Linked DNA regions of Mus musculus: region 1 is linked to region 2. Evidence: chromatin contacts called from public Hi-C data. All regions are on one chromosome and are shown on one strand. The core of a region is the stretch at or near the end of the contact, and the rest is flanking DNA. Distances in the headings are between cores, read along the strand shown.

Region 1 (4,055 bases), core at 552-3,051, 67 kb before region 2:
AATAGTCATAAAGAACACAATATTTAGAGTAAAACAGAATTCTGTTCAAAGTCCAGATGTAGCATTTGCCAGCTAAATAACTTGAAACAAATTTCCTGAGCACTGGAAACATTTATAAAGATGCTGTAAATATAGGAAGTGTATCACCTAACTCATAAAATCCCAATCCCAGCTCCACAGTGCACACTGAAAGCATTTATCACATTGCCTATCACAATTGCCTACAAGGCTGAAATGTTTGACTCATTAAATACTGTCTTTAAAATAATAAATCACAAAACTATAATGGTGGGGATTTTCCACTTCTTTGATTAAAAAAAAAAAAACCAAAACACTGAATTAGCTGTAGATTTAAAATAATACATTAACCCTCATGTTTCCAGGCCTTTGAGATATCAACATTTTTTCCCATGAGAAAACTGCAAATTATGATAATTCTCTAAGTGTCTGGCTCACTGTGGGTTCAACATTTATGGGAATAAAGTCTCTGTAAATGAGGAATTATCATGGCTTTGAAGCCAAGGTCTGAACATCAGGATGGCGGTATACTTTGCAATGAGTTTGCTCACCTATCTCTGCCCAGTGAGTAGGGATGTCTTAGAAACACACAGAAACAATGGGCATCCAATCATAGCCTTCCTCAATTGTTATTGAATTGTAATACACATTTACAATAGAATTTTGGCAAATCCTCTGCATAAAACTTCTTTTATATATATATTTTTTAAAAAAAGTACAGAGTCTTCATTTGGCGCGACTCTTTAATATGTAGGTTTGTGTTTCCTGCCTTCTAGTTTCCTTAAAAAAATATATCATGTTGTATAGACACTCACATACCCATTCATTAAGCACTTTGAAGCAGCCGTCTGTGATATTTTCAAACACAACATTATTTTACCAACATGGTTGGCAGTCTTGAGTCCCATTCCGACTGAATTCTGCCAATTGATACTGGAGAAAGAAACTCAGAGCCAACCCTACCCCCTAAAAAAATTTTGGCTAGTGATACTTCTGGTAAAGACTAATTAATGAAGGGAAAGTTTGTGGTTTACCATTTTGTCATATGCAGATCTCTATCCATGGCTTGGAGAGAGACCCATTCACCGGGTTAAGCTCCTAGAACTGGGTCCTTACAAAGCTTCTTGTACCTTTCCTGCAAACTATTTCTTAGTCACTTGACCAACAGTCGATAATGTTATAATGTAAAAGTAGTAATATTATCATTTACGTTAGTGAATGAATCCTTATGATTATTATTTCCATTGATTCTATTGATTACTTGAGCACAATTAATCCTAAGTCTTGCATGTGACAAATTTTTAAAAATGCACGAAGTTTCATATGTGGAATGCTCTGGATCAAAGCACCATGTGACATCGTATTTAAGTATTCCTTTATCACAAGTGCGCGTTGGCTACACCTTCCCTCTTTACAATGGGAGTTGAAGGAAACACTAATAGTGAATGTTCCATCCTGAACACTCTGCCCCTTGCTCTCAGAGGGCAAAGATGCCCTGTCAAAATGATTTAAAAGGAGGAAAGAAAGTTGCTGGAGGGGAATTCTGGAGGGGAATGGTACTCCAGATCAAAAACAATTTTAAGAGGTCTTCTCGGGTGGCCTGTGTGGAGACATGCAACAGCCCAAGCTGCAGCTTTTCCGAGAGGTTAAATTTCACAAAGAGAAACAACAGCAAACAGGCTGCCAATTTACTCCACAATGTCACAACTGGCTGACGACCTGTTCAAAGCAAAACCGCTCATTTCCAAATTCCTGGATCTGCCTTTTGCTGAAACATTAAACACTTAGGAAATTCTAGAGCTTGCATGTCACATTTATGACTCCTGGGTAAATGGCTGTGTGCAAACTCACTGGTCTTGGTCCAATAATTGAGCCTGGGGGTCGGGGTGCAGTGAGAGCCACTTTTAATTTAGCCGACAATGCTAAGAAGCACCATGGATAACTCAGGCCACAGCTGAATCCCAGTTCAGTTCTCAACAATATGGAAGAGTGCTTCTAAGCACAGTTCCTAAATACTTTTCCTGGGGCAAGAGGGTTCCTTTGTCAGCCACCAAGGGCTGGTCTGGGACCAAGAGCTGACCCAAGTGGCTTTCACTTCCCTGTCTGCCAGGGTGCAGCCCTGAAGGCTGGCAGTAATGATGTGGGGGACCTGGATCGGACTGTTATAGGAGAAGAGGGGAGGGCTGCAGATAGGACTCATTCACATAAGATTGCTGGCAAGAAAGGGGAATACAAACCCAGAGAACTAAGCACCAAAGGCCACTTGGTTCTGAGATTTTGAGAGGTGTAGCAGGAATTACTATCTATACACTCACGCAGAGCTTCCTTCTAGAAAGTGGACATTTTTCCTGATTATTCAGGGCCTAGGAACCAGTCAAAAATAAATTTTTATGTTTGATGAATTTTGTAGGACTAGACACATGAAAATGGTAATTGTATTAAAAGGAAGAGAGAGAGAGAGAGAGAGCGCACTCAATGGAATGTAAATCCCCTGAACTTGTACAATAGCTGTCAGTGAAAAATGTATGTCTATAGACTTCAGACATTCCTCTCCAAGTTTATTGTGTGTACATGTGTGTGTGTGTGTGTGTGTGTGTGTGTGTGTGTGTGAGAGAGAGAGAGAGAGAGAGAGAGAGAGAGAGAGAGAAAGAGAGAGAGAGAGAGAGAGAGAATCCACATCTAGCTGTAAGTCTGCCTGGTTGTCTTCAGTAAAGGAAAAGCTGTTAAATAACACTTTAAAGAAAGGAGTAGTCCTCATCAGAGCTATAATCTGACATTTCTATGACATCACTGGGTGGGTGGTCCCTCATAAATCTGTTACTCATCCCGAAGAACAAGCATGTGTGTTGATAGAGCACAAATTGAATTCCTAATCGGTAACAGTGCTGGTCTCTCTTCTGTGAATTACAAAGCAATAACTAAGATTTACTGAGTGCTCCTTTCCTGCCTGCTTCTACACGAAGCACTTTACATACATCCCGACACTCAATTCCTCCAAGAATTCTAATGATCCTATTATCATCTCCTTTTCCAGAGGCTGAGGCTTAGAGCTAGCTTGCCTTCCAATAATAATCATGTATATCATTTTGTGAGATAAATGACAGCTCTAGGTTTACCCAAGTTAGTTTAATAATTGCTAATGTTATAATTACATTTACAAATGGGAGATTGTGAGGGAGTTAAAGGACAAAAAAATATTCCTGAGAAAATAACCCAGAATCTATCTATGTGCTTTGGAAACAAGTAGCCTGGGGTATTCCCTGTCCCTGTCCCTGTCCCTTTCTGTCCCCCTTCTGCTTCCCTTTCCCCTCCCCTCTCCCCCTCCACTTACCCCTCACCTTCCCTCTCTGAAAAGGTGTTCAGCATCCTGCTTTGGTCCATCCAGTGCCACGATTAAAGGCATGCATCACCACATCCAATTTCTTTACTTATTTTTGAAGGGAAAGAATACAACTGACTCTAGGGACGGGTCCAGCAATACACAAAATCCATAGTCTGATTTTGATACTTTAGCATCAACTTAGTTGTCTTAGTGCTCTGAAGAAACACCATAACCAAAAAGCAAGTTGGAGAGAAAAGGGTGCATTTGAATTCAAAAGGGTTTATTATACTTCCCTATCACTGTTCATCATTGCAAGAACTCATGGGCAGGAACTCACACAGGGCAGGAACCTAGCGGCAGGAGCTGATACAGAGGCCGTGGAGGTGTGCTGTTTACTGGCTTGCTTCCCCTGGCTTGCTCAGTCTACTTTCTTATATAACACTGGACCACCAGCCTAGGGATGGCACCACCTACAAAAGGCTGGGCCCTCCTCCACCAATCACCATTATGAAAATGACTTATAGGTCTGGCTCTTTTTTTTTTTTTTGGTGAGTTTTACGTTCTGCATCCCAGTCCTCCTCATCTCTCCTCTCATCTGCCCTTCACCCTTGCAACCTCCCTTCAAAGTAAAGAACACACAACCAAACAACAACAAACAAAGATAGAAAACACCTCATCCTGGAAGCTATAGTATGTCACAGTATATCCCTCTGTC
Region 2 (4,415 bases), core at 598-3,097:
TGGCAAAAATTCAGACTTTTCTGACATAGAATGCAAGCTGCTTCAAAAGTTTGGCCAGGTGTTGAGCACATTGGGACTGAAACGCAAGCCTCGTGTTATCGTATGAGGTCAGGGGAAACTACTGAAGGGACCCCATGCTCAGATAACAGGCTCTCACAGAGCATGGGATGTATAGTAGAATAGCTTCAGTCTGGAGTGAATGATAATGTGGATTTTTAAAAGGTATCTATATAATCAAGCTCTGTGGTTCCTTATGGTTCCACTCTCTGTAAGATGTTATTGTTTTGAAGTATCCCAAGATTGAGAACTTGTACCAAAATTTTATTTAGAACCACCAAATAGCAATGTTAGTTCTAGCCACCTGAACTTATATCCACCTGTGCATCTGCACTGCCCCCAGAAATAGAGAACACTGAGTTTTTCTAGAAACACCTATCTGCCCATATCTTTTCATAAGAGCTCTTCATAATATATAAGAGTTTGATACAAATGAAAGACAACTGCTGGACCAAGTGGTGATGGCTAACTGGGTCCTGATGTTTGCAATGTAGGTGTAGTTGAGGAATAACTGAGGTTTATATTGAAACAGAGTCTCAAGGTCTTGTCCAGACTTGAATCACATTCCTGAGCCGACTTCTCTTGTACAGCTCCCCTTCCAGCCATGGCCTCTCGTGCTGCTTGCTTCCCCTGTGCTTTTAATGAACACTTAAAGTAACAAATTTTACTGTGTAATTTCTGCCCAAAGTATCCACTATTCCTAACTTCCTTATCTTGGTAGCAATTCCTTATAGGAAAAACTTTCGACTTACTTTTTTAAGTGTAAGGTATCACACTTTTTAAAAGATTCAGTGAAGAGGATTTTTCAGTTTGCAGACTTTAGAAAGGTAAAGTTTTAGTATTTGAGCTGGTTTTGCAACAGGTCCAAAGGTCTCCCTTTTAGGCACGGCTCTTGGTCCATATATGTTTAATCATGTACATATATGGTATGCTGTATCTCTGCATCGGGGTGACTTCAGCAGGCAGGTATGTGTTTGAAGAATTAGTTTCTAGGTGAGGCACTTTGTGACTCTTCTTGGGCTGGAAATTTTCCTCTCAGTCCAAATTAATGATCTTGAAGACAGAGATGGGGTAGACCTGCAATTTCAAAAGTCTGTCAGAACTTTTCTGATGTTTGCCAAACTCGAGCAACAAAGAACCCCCAATGCATGCTTATTCTAATCCAAGCCTGGATAAAGCCTTTCAGCTTCGAGAGGGGATGGGTGGACCTTTCAGCTGCGGGAGTGGGGCTGGAGTGGGGCTGGAGTGGGTGGACTTGGTCGGAGTGAGACACTTGCTTTGCATATAGTCCGGTTACAGCTTTATACTAAAACAGTTCCCTGCAATTTGCCAATGGAGAGTTTGGTAGGTTATTTAAAGGGGGGCCTTAAGTGCAGTGCTGTGTCTTTAAGGACGATGCTGCCCTGGAAATGTCCCTATGCAGGAAGCCCCTTCTACAAGCCAAGGAAGTTTTATTTGACAAGCAAAGCTTCATCCTTAGATTTATTGGATTTTAACTCTGGTACATTCTTAGGTACTGAAGTGTAGGCTGAGCACACGAGGACCCACTGTGTTTGAGCACACCGTAAAAACACGTTCAGTTAGCACCTTCCAACCTTAAACTAGAATCAATAGAAATTAGTATTTCTGAAAGCCTGCCTTCCCAAGGTGCCGAGGGACTTCTCCAGCTGCGGGATGCAGCAGGAATCCGGGGCTGGCTTTGTTCTCTCTTTGAGGGCTTACTCTCCACTGTTTGGAGTCTCCTGCGTCTCCGGGACTCCTCAGTTGACAGGGCATTCCTAGGATTCTTCCCACACATGCCTGTGGTGATCAGCCCTTAGCTTGCCGACTTCCTTTGTGCAGGTCACAGAGCTGATCACAGAAGAGAAGGGTCCCTCTTACCCAATGAACTGTGAGATCTTTCCTGTTAGAACAGTTTTCTAAGTTCACTTTCCTTACTCTGAAAAAAAATGGAGACAATAGTTTTGGGTGTTCCCCCTCCCCCCATCCAGGAAAAAAATCTTAACCTTAAGCTTTCAAAAAATAATGAATAAATTATCTTCTATGGCAAGTTACTCTTCTCGTTGGTGGTCGAATTACAGTTATGAGTTTGAGGATCTGTTTTATTAGCGCCCTTGGGCACTTGTTGATCAAAAAGCTGCATTGTTTACTGCTGGGGGCTGGACTGGGCTCAGATCAAAGTCCTGCTCTTAATTAGATCTTGTTAAAGCGCCTAGGAGTTACCTCTTTACCTCCAAGCTTGGTGGCTGATGTCTCATGAAGCGTTACACTACATATGTATTTTCATCCAAACTGTTAAACCAAATAAAAACAAAGGCAGAAACAGGCCTCCATGAGAATCTTGTAATCTTGTTTAACTCGAAGAGAACTGTTTCTTTTTAAAGTCAATCAAGAGAGTAAATTTCCCTCTTATTTGCATATAGTCACTGAGCACAAAAGCTGCCTTTCTTTCTTTTTTTTTTCTTTATCTTTTTTTTTTTTTTTTTTTTTTTTTTTTTGGAGGCAAGCAATCTCCAGCCTGTGACAGAGGGCTGAGCACAAAGCCAGATCCCTTTGTGGCCTTAAACTGGGTGGGGGAGGGGAAGCAGCCCACAAAAGGCGGGGTGTTCTCTGCAGCCACATGGTGACTGGAATGTTGCAACCCAGCCTCTGGATTTTTCCCAGCAGTCCCAAGTTTAATTAAATTAGTTTTGCCCCTTTGACTTCCTTCAGCCACCTTTGGAAAAGATGGTCTCCATTGTCCTGTAAATACTGCGCTCTGCCACTCTGTGCAGGCAGCGTCCTAAAGGAGCCTGGCACCTCCAGATTCTAATCATGTCCCATAGGTCTAGACTGGAGAGCATAAGACATGAGCTTTCTGACACCTGTTTGGCTTTACACAGTAGGCTGACTCTGACAGTGTAGGTCGGGTCAGGTCGTTGGAGCTAGCTTTGAAGAACAGAAGAGAGCCTCCTCTGTCCTCCTTTGAATTTCTTCTCTGTACAGTCTGGGATTTTTTGTGGCAGGCTATTAGGAAAGAGATATTCTAATGCTCACAGCAGCAGCTGTGCCAAAGTTAGACTTTGGACAGGCAAACAAGGAAGGTTACAGTGGAGAGAGTCAGAGCTGCAGAACTAATGTAAAATATCAGTGTATCCATAGAGGGTAAAGCCATCCCTTTCTGGTGCCTTTCAAGAAAAACTTAGGGTGAATTCTAAGTGTCCACCTTAGAGTTACTCTCACCTCTAATTTCTTCAAGTTGCTGAAAGGGTAGCCACTGCTTGTCATTTTTAGAAACACATTACATATTTTTCTTATTCATTTCAACTAAGGCCTTAGCTCTCTGGGAGTACCTTTCATTCAGGGTTTTTTACCTCACTTCCAGCCTCCCACAGGCCAGTGGGAGGCTGCTGACCTGTCTGAGAGCTTCTTAGCCTTTCTTCACTGCTGAGGCATTCCTTCCTGGTTCCTAGGACATCCGCATCTTCCTAGCTCAGCACACAGACTCTCCATCTCTAAAGCAGAACTGAGGTACACACAGTGCGGGTAGGGATTGCAGCGATGAGTGCCCAGAGCCTAGCACACACACACACTAACTACAATAACCTCTAGGAAGAGACAACAGACTCCTGAAGGCCAGATGTCTTTGTACTTTTTCTTTGAGACATTGTCTCTCTTGCTCAATGGAGAAGGAGCATGGAAATACTAGTGTACTCACATGGAGAGTTAAACAATCTTGCATTCTCTCTACAGCTCAGGTAGGCCTCAAAATTGCAATCCTTCTTTACCCTGCTACTGGACCTGACTAAAACCATTTCTTTGAATAGCTCCCCCCATCCCCCACCTCTCTCTGTGTGTCTGACTTGGACCACCAAAGTTTTGACTTAGGGAAGGCATGTTGTGTTTTCCTGCCAGAAATGCAAAATTATGTCAAAACTAAATCAAAAGTCAAAAAAATCTTTAGCGTATTTGCATTTGCCTAATAAATGATCTTCCTGGTGTCTGTGAATAACTATATGATGAAATAGTTCTTTAAAAGTAGCAGTTGTCAAGTTATCTTCAGTGTTATAGTCAATCTATTTTGTAATTATTGGCCTTGTATGAATTCCCAACATTTGGAACTCATAAAGATGTTAAAAAAAAAAGGAAGAAAGAAAGAAAGAAAGAAAGAAAGAAAGAAAGAAAGAAAGAAAGAAAGAAAGAAAGAAAGAAAGAAAGAAAGAAAGAGAGAAAGAAAGAGAGAGAGAGAGAAAGAGAGAGAAAATAATCTTAAATTTCCAGAAAGTTCTGTGGTTCCATTGATTGACTGTCAATTTGAACTTTTAGACTACCTTGAGTTTAACTCAGGCGAGGGCCCTTGGATTATGTCCTGCAGTCAT

What was found. A called contact is a pair of places that touch in the nucleus more often than the background predicts.
Region 1: a Hi-C map of nephron progenitors shows a contact between it and region 2, with 2.1 times the contacts expected there. The contact joins two enhancer-like sites. A contact is called at or near these places in 2 of 39 promoter capture datasets (both in the 3T3-L1 cell line), 2 of 484 Hi-C or Micro-C datasets (embryonic fibroblasts and nephron progenitors), 1 of 115 datasets of contacts at active chromatin or transcription factors (embryonic stem cells) and 1 of 9 other capture datasets (liver).

The regions. Positions count from the first base shown.
Region 1 is chr2:51,205,392-51,209,446 of GRCm38.p6, reverse strand. No RefSeq gene overlaps it. Among named protein-coding and RNA genes, the nearest start is that of Gm13497, 34 kb to the left of the region's middle. Within about 2 kb of position 1,801, at least 8 of the 459 cell types and tissues checked have an H3K27ac peak or open chromatin away from gene starts, as enhancers often do. A contact at or near this core is called in nephron progenitors, where this site is marked.
Region 2 is chr2:51,138,088-51,142,502 of GRCm38.p6, reverse strand. The region is part of intron 2 of Rnd3 (Rho family GTPase 3); the gene reads left to right. Among named protein-coding and RNA genes, the nearest start is that of Rnd3, 8.8 kb to the left of the region's middle. Within about 2 kb of position 1,847, at least 183 of the 459 cell types and tissues checked have an H3K27ac peak or open chromatin away from gene starts, as enhancers often do. A contact at or near this core is called in nephron progenitors, where this site is marked.